Regions from separate parts of the Acanthopagrus latus genome. Here region 2 is linked to region 1. A link is a contact called in public Hi-C data. All regions are on one chromosome and are shown on one strand. Each heading gives the region's core, a stretch centred on a gene start, on an enhancer-like site or on the middle of the called end of the contact. The rest is flanking DNA. Distances are from core to core; before and after follow the strand shown. Region 1 holds the start of disp1 (protein dispatched homolog 1). Region 2 holds the start of LOC119012804 (protein FAM177A1).

Region 1 (7,050 bases), core at 457-2,956:
TCAGAAATATACGTACAGTGATTCTAATATTTGATTAAATGTTTGTTGGCCATTTTCTCTTCAGTCAGGAGCTTCAGATATCCATCAAACGGTGATCGACTGCCTGAATTCTCTTGACAGAATCAGTAAAGTTTAATTAAATCTGTTAACTTCCTGACACGGACTCCAAAACCTCAATTCTATCCTGATTTAGAAATGATGTGATCTTAAGTCTGCCATGATGTTCATGTTCTTTTCAAGTGTATGTGAACTTTTCACCACCACTGCAGATCGCATATACTGATGTCAACGCAATATAACATCTGTAGAAGCCAAGGAATGCAAAAAGGTTTTATAACAGGGTGGATTCAGGAGTGTTTGGAGACAGATCAGTCGATTTAAAGCAAATAAATAATTAACTTTTTTAATAATCAATCAATTGCTTCACTCATGTATTGCTTTGCTTTGTCATTATTGACAGTAAATGAAGAGTCTTTGAGTTTTGGACAAAAGAAGCACTGTGACGTCACAATCCAACATACTGATGATGATGTCATTGTGTTATTTTGTGAAAAGACCTTGGCATGTGATGTCATCGATCATCTATGTATCTAATCGAATCAATACCGTGTCGCGACAGACTCTGTGATATCTGCAAATATCGCATCTTGTCCAAAGAATCGATATAATATCGCATCGTGATGAAACTGATGTCAGCTGACTCAGCAGCTTCAGTCACAGGCAGAACACAGCTCCTGCTCACACATGCAGGTGTCCAAATAAATGAAGTGGATCAGCTTCTGGTTCCACTCAGCTGACATGTTCTGGAACAGTGCAGCCGAGCCCAGCAGGAGAGCAGAACCACAGGATTTCACTGCTAACATGTTGTCTCCCAACAGATGCTGCTTCACGGTTCAGCGACTAAAAAAAACGCACAAACGATCAATAAATCGACATTTTTACACTTTTTATGACAAGCTAGTTGTAACAGCTGTGACTGTAACACGCTCAAATGTGAATTAACGCGTTGTGTTTAAGTTTGTCCTGTTAATTACAGGCTGAGGTTTTATTCTCGTGTCAATTAAGGAGACGTTTTCGTGATTAGCTCCGGCCTTTAACGTTCATATATCAAATCTCAGTGGACCCGTCTCAGCCGAACTAGCCTCAACCTTTCCGACACCTCTTTCCGAACCTGATCCAGCTCTCACGTCTCACCATCACTGGGAGATCCCAGTTCGGATCATTCGGCTCCATTTCACCACCGAAACAACCCCAAAAAACTGATGTTTGCTCTCAACATGCTAGCTAAGTTCACATTAGCTGCTAGCCGCCGCCAGCTAACCGCGCTGACCAAAACAGCTGGCTGAACAACAGCTCCGCTCTCCGCCTCACACACACGGACTCACACGGACTCACACACTGCGGGCAGGACGGACACACACGCTGACAGCAGGACGGACGAAGGAGAAAAGTGTTCCTGCTCCTCCACTTCGGTTGTTTCTCTGTCGGATGCTGATGTCTCCTCTCTCCGGGCATCAGACCATGTTGAGTGGGCAGCTGCGCACTAACTTCTTGTTCGCTCCGGAGCCGCTAGCTGGTTTCTGGAGGAATGTAGGGAGCTTCGAAGGGAACTAGGAGGGAACCAAGCGCCCTAGACTCCTGTCTCCTAGACTCCTGTCTCCTAGACTCCTGTCTCCTGTCTCCTTGCAGTCTCGTTCGGCGCAGGGCCGTAGCCAGGATTCTAGAAGTACTGATGTCCCGCACCTCCACCTCTACATGCACCCATATATAATCCTCCACATTTTGACCAGTAATGACTGAAACAATAACATCAGTGCCTCAAACTCAAAATTAAATAAATAAATAGTTTATGAAGCATTTCATTGCTTGTTAAGAGTTAAATCAAGTTTAGTTAACTATAAATATGCCATTATTTATAGTGGAGAATTGTTTCTTTTAATGATATATAACAGTTATTATGTCTTACCAACCATTTAACTTATATTATTCTGTTTTTGCCTTTTCGCCCTTGTGGTCTTATTATATTAACCCTCTATCGTAGGCATTGTAAAACCAGTTAGGAAAACATTTTTGGAATTTTTTAATTGTTTTTTTTTTTTTTAACTGGTAAAAATGAAGACAGTGGGATATATTTCAAGCTAGGTGTGAAAATACAGGCCAGTGTAGAAATTCACAGAAGTTATTGGAGAGACAGGGAACGACTGAACTGAAACAGTCCGTTCAGACTTCATTGTAACTGTGAACGAAAAAACACTCTGAATGTCATTTTTCTTCTGTTTAGGTTCTGAAAGCTATTAGCTGCTAATGCTACATTATAGTCGACTAAAAGGGCAAAACACTTTATGGTAATGTGAAATAACTACTCAGATGTATATGAAAGGACTAAAGGCTGGAGATAAAAGCAAATATATTTATTTATAATCACAAATAATGTTCTGGTTTGTCCTTCTTAACTACAGTAATGGCAGCAAAGCACTTGGCGGATGTTTGTGACACGATGAACGAGCCGGAGATAGGAGGAGGTGGAGGGAGGTGGAGGCCAGGGAGAGCCACTAAATGTGGAGGAAATTGGAAAAACCAAAGCACTCTGAGAAATTACACACCATTAAAATGGTTTTACTCTCCCTCTGCTGTTGAAAAGTGCATTAAATGAATACATCAGGGTCAACTCATGAATACCTTTCACTGTCACTGCCTGCGCTCTGCTCGAACATATGTACCGGCTGCGACAGGTGCACAGATTACTCAGGTGAGGGACAGACTTCTCTCACTGCTGCAGTTTGAAAGCACAGGTGGAACAAATAACATTCATTAGCAACGGCTCAGCTCCATTCAGTTGTGAGTGCACGTCAGCGAGCCGGCACACATGAAGAAACTGGAAAACCTGAGCAGAACGCACTCTAATGATTTGTGTAATCAGAGATACTTGCATTTGAAAAGACAGAAATTGCACTAGGGAGCTTACAAAGCAGTTACAACAGAGGTCGACCGGTATGTTGTTTTTCAGTGCTGAAGGTTCTCAGTCAGCCAGGTCATGTGCTTCTAAGTTCGTGGGCACCTGGGCTTGTTTCAGTTTCTTGAAGAAGTTTCTGTTTCATCCGAGAGGCTTCTTCAGTTCTAACTAACTCACGGGAAGTTGCAGGCTTTTAAACCCTGTGTGGGAGTGTCCTGATCACCCATCTACAGTACCTACTGTACTGAATTCTCTCACCAGACAGCTTAACCACCATTCACACCTGCACTCACCTGGCCTGAGAGACCTACATGAAGGCTGGTTGGGTCAATGACCCACAAGAGGCCCTAACGACTCTTAATCTCAGAGCTCACACATGTCCTTAATGACTATGTAAGGACAGTCCCACACTCTGTCAGGACTCTCCCACACTATGTAAGGGCACTCCCTACCTCTGTAAGGACACTTCCACAGTATTTAAGGACACCCCCACACCCTGCAAGGACACTCCCACATAGGTTAAATGCCTGCAGCTCACCTCCAGTTAGTTAGATCTGAAGAAGCCTCTTGGATGAGGAGTGAAACGTCTTCAACAAACTCAAACAAGTTTAGTTGCCTACAATAGAGAACTTAGAATTACTGTATTCAGGTAAGATTTTTAGGTTCTTTAAATCATAATTTATCATGTTCTGCTACTTTGCTTTATTTACAGTCAACTACATTTATTTGATATCTTGTGAAACTAGTAGAGTGGAGACCACAGAATGGTGACGACAGACAGAACGGATTCTGTATCAGAGACAAAACAGAGACAACATTTTTTTTATCAATTTATTTTATCCGCCCATCAGACACACAAAAAAACACCAGTACAATAATGTGATGAAAATAATGAAAAAAAGCTGAATATCAGCCCTGATAAATGAGTAGTCCAACATTACAGCAACGGGCTGCAGCGTGGGACGTTTGAACACGAGGCATACACTCACCAGCTGAGCTATCAAGTTTATAAAATCATCTTGAATGCAGCCTAGTTTTATTTTCCAGTGTCAGGGCCAGGAGGTAAACCTTGACATTCATAAATGTGTTCCTTTTTCTCCTCAGACGAAAAATAAATTGCTTTGTTTGCCCACCAGGAGGACTAAAATAAGTGGAAACAGGAGGTTTGTGGACAATATTCAGTTTGTTTCATGAGTGTCAACTGCTGTGATTGCAGCGAGGAACAGATTTACAGCAACACATAAAGAACAGGGATAAAAAAAAAAAACCACCTAATTTATTCTCCTGGAATCATTTTGGTTGCTGCAGTTGTCACATGGGGGCAGTATGACTATTAAACTGTGTGTTGCACACACTCTGCAGAGCAGCTTTAGCAGCACACCTCATTTACAGAAACTGAGGTGCTCCATTCCAAGTGAACGCTAAAATATATCTCATATAATGAACCGTAAATATGGAACCATAAGCGCCTTATATGAGCACTACGAGTCCATCATGCATTATTCATGACTGCTAGGTCACATAGACAACTGCTTGAACAGCATTAATATTCATCATTTTCTATTGTGCGTTACAAATGTTTCAAAAAGCTTCTGACTACTTAACACCTCCACTGTGGCAGGTTAGGTCTGTCTTCTTCAAAAGCACTTTGTTATTAAAGGAGAACAGAGCACTTGTTCTCTGCATTGCCCGGTTCTGATTGTCCCAGCGTGACCTCCGGGTCAAACCATGCATTAGATGTACCATCGATCGTACCCGACACAAAGCATGTTCGTCTTTCCATCTGCTCTGAACATCACTTTCCATTTTATTCAAGCTGTGTCTTTGATTAAAACTCCCAACAGCGAGGAAGTAAAACAGTATAGTTTTTTGTTTTTTTTTTAAAAAGGGCAGCTTAGTGTTGCTAAAGCTGCTTTTATATAGAGTACAGAGAATTATATGAAAAGTTTAGCTGCAACAACTACACAGATGCAAAGCAGGTGCAGACTGAAATGAGGCAAAAACAGCACAGCAGAAAATATTAAATGGGCTGCTTTTTTCAGTCCAAATGCCTAATTGATGCATATGCTAAGTTAGCCACCTGGATCCATTTCCCCTCCAGAGTAAAGCCTCTTTTAATTTCTCCCTATTGCTTACCTTCATCCGCCCAGACCAGCTGAGTAACCAGCTCGCACCCCTACACACCTTAAACATTAAGCACTAAATATATGTAGATAGCTTTGTATGTTTGCAAGGTTTGAATGTTGATCTCTAGAAGTGAATCTGCTTTTGGAGATGATGCTACATACGATTACTTTGCACCTCACACCTGATTAACCACCTGAAATGAGCTGGTGGGAGTCTTGTAGACCACCAGTCAAGAAACTTCTATTATGCATTTGATGTCTCGTGTTATCGAAGCGACAGTATTCCACAAAGCTTCTTGTTGTGCCACAGAAGATTCGGCTCGGCTTTGTCCGTCTTCAAGTGCCCCCATAAATGTTCAGTGGAGTTGAAGTCAGGTGACTGAGGAGGAAAGTCCAGGAGAGTCTTGACACTTTGCTTGTCTTTCGTCTTCCTGCAAAGCTTTTATTAAGGTGTGTCTGGGCTCATTATCCTGCTGCATGATATCAGTTATTATGACCTTCTACCATCATTCACTGTAACATTCTGGTATTTCTTAGCCCACCTCAACTGTTTGTCTTGGTTTCCCTCCTGAGAAGTGGTTTAGAAACTACTCCTCATCCTCTGAGACCACTAGAAGACAGCCTTCATCTGACAGGACGTCTGCTGAGTCTTGAGTTATTTAGAATATTCTGTATCTGTGATGAAGCTGCTTTTCTATCTATCAGGTGAGTCAGCTTGTTGTATTGATCCTGTGATAGTGTGTGGTCACTTTGGGGTCTGCCTGATGGTGCTCTGGATACAAACTGATCCATTTTCTACAAAGTGTTTCAAGTTCCGTGTTCTGCCAAAGCAAAAAACACCCCATATGACTTCTGAAAAACATCATGCAGCAGGAAGGAAGGACCTGTGAAGAAGTGATATTTGCAGGTCCTTCCTTCCTGCTGTGGTTTGATTGTACAACCACCATTTCTACTATTTCCATCAACAATTACTGCTCTCTACATTTAGTGTCCTCTCTGCTGCTGTAATAAAGCATATTTCCCAGTTGTGGGAAGAATTAAGAATTATCTTATCTTAATGTAGATGTTCATGTTTATTTTTTTCTGGACTCTTCATCACTACACCACCAACTGCATTACATTTTCCACCTCATCTGAAGAAAAAATTATTTTTACTTTGTTTATAAATTGGGCAAGAATCACTTAAATTCTGAACACAGTTGTAAAAGTAGTGAAGTTACACATGTAATCTGTTACCTGTGCCTACCAGGTGAGGTGGCACAGGGAACAGCAGCAGCAGAGGGAGGAGGAGGGTTAAGGGGAACAGCAGCAGCAGGGGAACAGCAGCAGCAGGGTTAAGGGGAACAACAACAGCAGGGTTAAGGGGAACAGCAGCAGGGTTAAGGGGAACAACAACAGCAGGGTTAAGGGGAACAGCAGCAGGGTTAAGGGGAGCAACAACAGAAGGGTTAAGGGGAACAGCAGCAGAAGGGGAACAGCAGCAGCAGGGGAACCGCAGCAGCAGGGTTAAGGGGAACAGCAGCAGCAGGGTTGAGGGGAACAGCAGCAGCAGCAGCAGGAGGCGGCGGCGGGGGGGGGGGTTAAGGGGAGCAGCAGAGGGAGGAGGAGGGTAAGGGGAACAGCAGCAGCAGGGTTGAGGGGAACAGCAGCAGCAGAGGGAGGAGGAGGGTAAGGGGAGCAGCAGCAGCAGCAGGAGGAGGAGGAGGAGGAGGGAGGGGGGTTAAGGGGAGCAGCAGAGGGAGGAGGGGGGTTAAGGGGAGCAGCAGAGGGAGGAGGGAGGTTAAGGGGAGCAGCCTCTGTGGTCACATTAAAAACTGCATCGCCTTTTGTGACAACTGTAGCTCAGTGAGCCATCAGCTCTGGCGCGCTCTCGTGTCAGGGACTTGTAGTCTTTAGAGTGCAGCCCGCCGCCGCGTGGTAGCGGCCTGTGTGAGAGGGAGACTACAGTTCCCTCAGAGCTCCTCGGAGGTG
Region 2 (6,630 bases), core at 1,505-4,004, 140 kb before region 1:
CCAAACAAAGACAACTTTCATTTTGTCATTTTATTTCCACATAGTTCTGCTGTAACATTAACATGAACACAAAAACAAGCCCCATCATTTCTCTCAGAAAACGTTTCTGCATCCAACATACTCAGTGCAAACGAAGGCTTCAGCATCAGACCACGTCAGGTTATTGCTTTTATTCCAAACAGTCCTCGTCTTCTTGATAGCCTCTGTTGTGACATCCTCTGCTCCCGTCCATGAGTTTGTCGTCACAGCTCTGAGGCGATCTCGTGTCTGCTGTAGCTCCATACTGCGCTCCGTCCGCTCCCTGAGAGAGGCGGATGGTCTTGGCCTCCCCGTCCCTCAGTTTGTCGGTGGTTTGGCTGCTTGTCGTCTGTGAGTGAGACGGAGGAAATGCAGAGTCAAGAGTGAGAATACAACCATCCACAGAGCTGCCAGAGAAGCTCCATCTCATTTCCTGTCCTGTTGCTGAAGTCTCTAAGATGGCGCTGCAGTTTTCTTTTTGACGGTGCTGTTGCTCCTGAGTTTTTACTTTACCTTGTGGTCACGATTGTACTGGTCTATGGCATACTGGTATTTGGCTGCCTTCAGTCCCAGAGCACCAGCTAGTCTCTCTCCAAGGAAATCACAAGCTGGTTTTGGAAACAACGACACAGTAACTCAGTGAGACTTTTCGTCCCAGCTACAGTCAGGCCTGCTGTTTAATTGTTATGCTTTGAATTTCCTGTTACGTACTCAGCAGGGAAATCCTCCCAACTAGAATGGCCACATTCTTGAATGAGAAGCTGACCTGAGGAGGAAGAGAACACGGAGCATAAACAAAAAAGTGCTTATTAATAACACTTAAATGCTACTTAACATGACACCGCGGCCTCAGACAGCGTCCCACCCTCTGTGCAGGGTCTCTGAAGGGCGGCCTGTCCGACGACTGCTCCTCTTCCTCCTCGCGGTCTTCCTCCTCCAGAGTCTCACCGCTGGAGAAGTGGATGGTCCTCCTCTGTTTGGACCCGGCAGAACCGCCAAACTCTGTTTCCTGGATGTCTGGTGATGTCTGACAGATCACATTAACTTTCAGTTGTGTTCTTTGTCTTTTAGCCGGCACATTGTTGTTATATCACATTCATCCTGATCCAACATGTTCACTTTTTCCTTTGTTTTTTTATATACAGTGTGCAACAGGCTCCACAGTGCAGAGTTACCAGTGACACGAGCAGCAGTTAAAGGTGAACTGTTGTTGGAGTGTAACTGAACACAACCTAAGCTAACGTCTTTGTTTGTCTTTCATCATTATTACAACACTTACTTCCTGGTGCCTGTTGTTCATTCTTCAAATGCTACAAGTCCTCCTTCACAAAAAGACACCGTCGGTTGTTTCTCATGTCACAGCTGAACTGCGTGTTCATCCACGTTGACTCTGCGATGTGGAGAAAGAAAACAACTACAGGATACAGGATCAGTCCTGAAACCTGAGACAGCCAAATACAGCAGCGCAAACCTGAGCTGCAGAGCTGTAATGCAGTCAGTGTCACTCCTGGGCTGGATGGGCTGGGCTTACAGAACAGCTTACAGACCGTCAGGGTTTACTGCCTGCTGGTCAAACGTTAATGTTTCCAATACTCCCCTCAGAATACATCAAACATCTAAACACCACATCTACATAATAATATCTCCTTTCTGCAGCACCACACCTCCTACTGAAGTGAATGAAGTGTTCAAATACAAGAAAACAACCTTTTTCTGGATGTTTTCCTTAAACTCAGACTGACACAACGTCTTCACTAAAATGTCAAATTGATTTTTAATGAGGTTTAGGGTACCGAAAGTCATATTTGAGTTTCAGTAAGGATGTCATGTTAAAATGTTTTCTCGGTGAAAGTGAAAGTCCCTCGTGTGGATCTGATAACTACATTTTTAAACTCAACCATGTTTGAGTTTAGTTGAGCTGGTTAGTACAAATTAACCTAGTTAACATACTGTTCTAACAGACTTAATACAGCAAAGTCATTTCAATATGTACTCAAGTAACAAACGTGCAAGTTAAAGTTAACTGTGTATTTGTATACAGTATGTAGAGACTGTTTACTGTGGATCGACCAATTATCTGCTGTTTTTATTGATTTGTTCTTAAATCTGATCTGCAGCATCAGGATCTGAAGTTATCAAACACAGCTGAGGAAAAAGATCAAGTTTTGGCTACAAAATATAGAAAAGTGGAAGAATAAACTGTCAGATAGGAAAGTACCAGTTCCTCAAATCCACAGAACGTGAATCAGTGTATTTAGTTACATTCTGCGTCAGATAACCTCAAAGTGGAACCCACCCAGCTCAGGCGATGCATAAATAACGAAACATTATGCGGTCGTGTCTGAATCCCAGTAACCTTTAGAGGAATGTGATGTTTGATCATGATGCCAGAGATCCTAGTTTACTCCCTTCAGGTTCCTGAGTTATCTTCGTGTTACTAAAACACACATTTTTGCAAGTCGGCCAAAAACTGGTTAACTGAAAACAGACATGTTGAAACGTTCAGCTGTAATAAAAATTGCACGGCACAAGTTCAGAAACTCTTGTATTTAAATTTGTCTTCATTTTCAGCACACGTGTTTTTAATGGACCGACTGGTCAGAGTTTAATATCGAACTCTCAAAGCGACGGGGGACGAATTTTGGAAACAGAGTCTGAGACGACTTATTCCGGATCAAGTCTTGCCCTCGATACTTCATAGATTTGTGTGGATTCAGGACACGTCACACGTCTCTGAAGCCGAGATAACTCTGATCACATCACCAGAGCTCCTGTCTGATCCACAGAGGACGAGATACACTCACTTTAACACAGAATCCCTTAGATAGGTTCTGTACCTCACCAAACATTTAATAATCATGTCGAGTCGTGTCAGCACAAGACAGACAAATGCGGTTTTATGGATGATTTAATAGAGTTTGGAATACATTTTACATGAAGGACACAGTGGAGGAGTAATGAGCTACAGCAGTGAGCACTGGAACGGTGATCTGACTCACCGCGTTAATAAAGATTAGCCTTGAACAAAAGTAAAGGACTCAGCCTGGGTCTGTTTTCTGTGGTTCAACTCACTGTTCCAGGTATAATAACAAACAGTGGTTAAACTTCATGATCATAATAACCCCATTAGACTGAAAGCCCCATACGATCCAGTATTAAGAGCAAATGTGTCGTGCTATAATGAGATTTAGTGAGAAAATTAGATTTTTACTACAGTTGGCGTGAAGCCCAGGTAAGCTAATATACATGTAGGGGCATAAATGACTACATGTGAGCAGTATAATACAGTTTATACACGTTTACAGCAATCGATAGTTATGCTTTAACCAACATTTAGTTTCAGAGTGGGGAGTTTTGACAATACGAGCAACTTGTGTGAGCAGCACGTCAAAGGACTTCAGACACAAACCTCAATCTGAGAAACGCTCTGCCCTGATCTTTGTCTTTCAGGAGGAAGGTAACGCTCAGCAAACACACACATCATGTCACCACTGACAGCAGCACCCTCTCAGCATCGTGTGTCTCTGGTGTGTCCACCCAATCAGAAAAGAAATCAAAATCATTATCACCAAAAACATGATTGGAGTTACACATATATATACCGCTGTAAGTGTTTCACGTCCTCAACTAAAAATATCATGACGTAAGAAGAGAAATAAATTAAGAACTACTTCAATCAGGGAAATATTACACAGTCCCTAAACATAGTCAAGAGTGATTCAGCCTCATCCAGTAATAACGTTTGTTTTAAATGAAGAGTAGAAGTAAAAAAAAAAGAAACATAACAGCTACATGTCATGCACAAAAAGAACTACAGTACAAACATCATGTGATCTAAATCAAATATTGATTGTAAACTGCTACAGCTACCAGCGATGACACGCGGCCCCGTTCATTCCGCCTGTCCGCTGTTCATTTAGAAGTGTGTTTCATGACGAGGTGAACAAATCTCAGCTTGAAATGCATTCAGGTCATCTTCCAGTGCCGTTGTATACCTGGTGATTGTGGGAATGCGATCTGCAGCAGTGGTAAATATTCACTATAAAAATGTGTCTTTTTATCATTTCTTACTTTGTTCATCCTGAGGTCATTTTCTCAGCGTGTTTAAAAGGCCAGTTTCTGTGTTTTTGAGTCATTAATCAATAATTCAGTGCCAAAAAAGCTCATGAAACAAATACTTGTGTGCTTCTGGGCCACAGTGAACACGTTTACATCGAAGCCAAAGGCACCTTTGATAGAACTGCATCACCCATAAGGCTTATTTATAATCCATCTTGATTTTGACCTCATGTGAAGGCCTAATTTTACGTCATCCTTCAGCTGACATGTGATTTCCAACAATAAGCTGAAAGACCTCCGTTCAGATGTTCAGGCGGAGAAGCTGTGGAGAGGATGTGAGCGGCTCTGGCTTTAGATGAGAGGACAGTGACTGTCATACCCAAATACAATACGAATGTTTCAGCATAAATGTAAAACACCATGGATTAATATTAGAAAAAAAATATACATTTTTCTTATGGAGATTTACATGGAAAGAAATATGGACGCCATCATTACAATAGATGGTGTTGAAGCATGAGGCCGAGGGTGGAGTGTGTTTAGGAGACGACGCAGCCTGTGTCCTTCTGCGGCTTCAGATCCGGCTCCTTCACCGGCTTCACCTCCTCCTCCTTGGGTTTGGCCTGAAGCAACAACAACAGATGTAACAACAGCCTCAGACACAGATGTAAACTGTTATGAATATGAGGTCATCCTGCCTTCGTTTACTTTGCGCAGCAGTACCTTGTCATTTTTGGCTCCCTTGGTCAGGTCGAAGGTGGCGTAGACCTCGGCGGAGCACTGCTCACTGAGAGGCGGCAGCTCGAAGGCGACCGGCTCAGCCAGGCCGTAACTCGCCTTCAGCTCCAGCTGGGGCGCCTCAGCTGGGACCTTGTGGAAGTATCTGAGGAAATATGTCCGAAGTTGCAATTTAGTCGGGGGGAGCTGTGTTCCTTCACACTTAATGCAACATCACAGAGGCTTTAGATCCAGTATGTGGAGGCAAATGGACAGTGTGCACACGATGAACACGCAGGCTCGGTGAAACTGAGCTGCTGTTTACAACAACCAGCTGTTGCAAAAGTGAACCCACACAAATAGCCACTATGGCCAGCAGCTAACAGCTACATACTGTTAGCTGTGGTGGAAAGACAGTGATGATTATCCCACACTGATCGGACCATCTGATTTACTGACAAGCTGCCTCGTGTTAAAACAATCAGTTCCTGTTCAAACAGAAATAAACCGAATGTATTTCTTCCTGTTGAGACGGAGAAGTTTAAAGTTTAAAACTGTTCTCAGCTGTCCGCTGCCACTGTTGCCGTCGATGTAAGTAAAGATTATGACTGTGGGGATTTACAGTGTATCTGGGTGTCCATGCACGTATGCACACGTCTGCTCGACTGACTCACATGAAGCCATTTTCTCGTTGGCACTTCTCCAGTGTGTTTTTAATGACGCCGCCCAGTTTGAGGAAGAACAGCTGCTCCGACGGCTTGGCTGTGGTGCCCGGGCCTTTGGTCTGACGGTACTCTTTACACAGCGACTCTGCACGGGAGTAGCCTGAACAGAGAGCACTTCATGTTCATACCAAACAAATCCAGGCAGTAACGTGAAAAGAGACAATGTGACTCCTGACAGACAGGAAACACCTGTATGCAAATAGTTTGTTACGCTTCAACTGTCACACTGCTGAACTCAAATCAGCATATATATTAATTCTGTGAAGTAGTACTCACACATTACTGCATACTTTTAACTTCAACCTTCATATGTGCTGCACTTTCCTATAGAAGTATCAGATTCTGTATGACGCTCGTTACAAATTACTTTACACAACATAAAAACACACACACTGATGACTTTCAGAGACAAGAAATGCTTTTCACAAATGTGTTTACTGATAAAAACGACGCGACAGTCATCTCCTGCAGGTAATACACTGAGTAGGGACACGTACCTCGTACAGCCCCACACCAACAGAACCAAACTATCACTTTAAGAGGCCGTCTGACTGACACGACTTTCTACAAACACCAGAATTTATCGTTCAACTTTCTGTATGTATATTTTTGAGATTTTGAGAACTGATTTGGTCACATTTTCAGAAGACCTGCAGTAAATTCATTACAGAACCAAACTTCATGGATGTCTTTTGAGACAAAGCAGTTTGTGTTCACAGAAACATGAGAGCTGTAGAAGTCACTGGAACTGAAGACTGCCCTGACATACGACTATATACTTATACAGGCTATACAAACATTTTAAGTGCAATAATAACAGAAAAAGTTGAATAAAAGTCACAGACTTACACTTTTCTGCCTCCTGGAGGGATCGTATAGCCTCACCACACTTGTCGGTGGCCAGCAGCGTCTGTCCGTGATAGCAGTACGCCTGCAAACACAAGCAGGTATAATCGTTTGCTCAGTGAGGCTCCTTTATGTTAATAAACGTATTGTGAGCTGCATTATGATATGCATAAACTTACATAAGCCATATAAAAGTGCTGCTTCAGCTGAAGATACTTCCTCCACTTGCTACTGCACTCCGGCTCCAAGGTGTTCAGCGTGTGAT

Evidence for each region. A called contact is a pair of places that touch in the nucleus more often than the background predicts.
Region 2: a contact with region 1 is called in a Hi-C map of muscle, with 5 times the contacts expected there. The contact joins the promoter of LOC119012804 here to the promoter of disp1 in region 1. A contact is called at or near these places in 2 of 4 Hi-C or Micro-C datasets (both in muscle).

The regions. Positions count from the first base shown.
Region 1 is chr22:24,716,150-24,723,199 of fAcaLat1.1, reverse strand. disp1 (protein dispatched homolog 1) reads right to left here and starts at 1,706. Exons shown (of 12, transcript XM_037086815.1): 1 at 1,386-1,706. hmbox1b (homeobox-containing protein 1) reads left to right here and starts at 6,871. Exons shown (of 10, transcript XM_037086897.1): 1 at 6,871-7,050.
Region 2 is chr22:24,855,751-24,862,380 of fAcaLat1.1, reverse strand. It overlaps LOC119012804 (protein FAM177A1), which reads right to left and starts at 2,754. Exons shown (of 5, transcript XM_037086962.1): 1 at 1,298-2,754; 2 at 884-1,045; 3 at 730-784; 4 at 532-626; 5 at 1-367. The coding sequence starts at 1,318. The coding sequence ends at 170. It overlaps brox (BRO1 domain-containing protein BROX), which reads right to left. Exons shown (of 13, transcript XM_037086920.1): 9 at 6,545-6,630; 10 at 6,369-6,450; 11 at 5,469-5,619; 12 at 4,801-4,960; 13 at 2,909-4,700. The coding sequence ends at 4,617.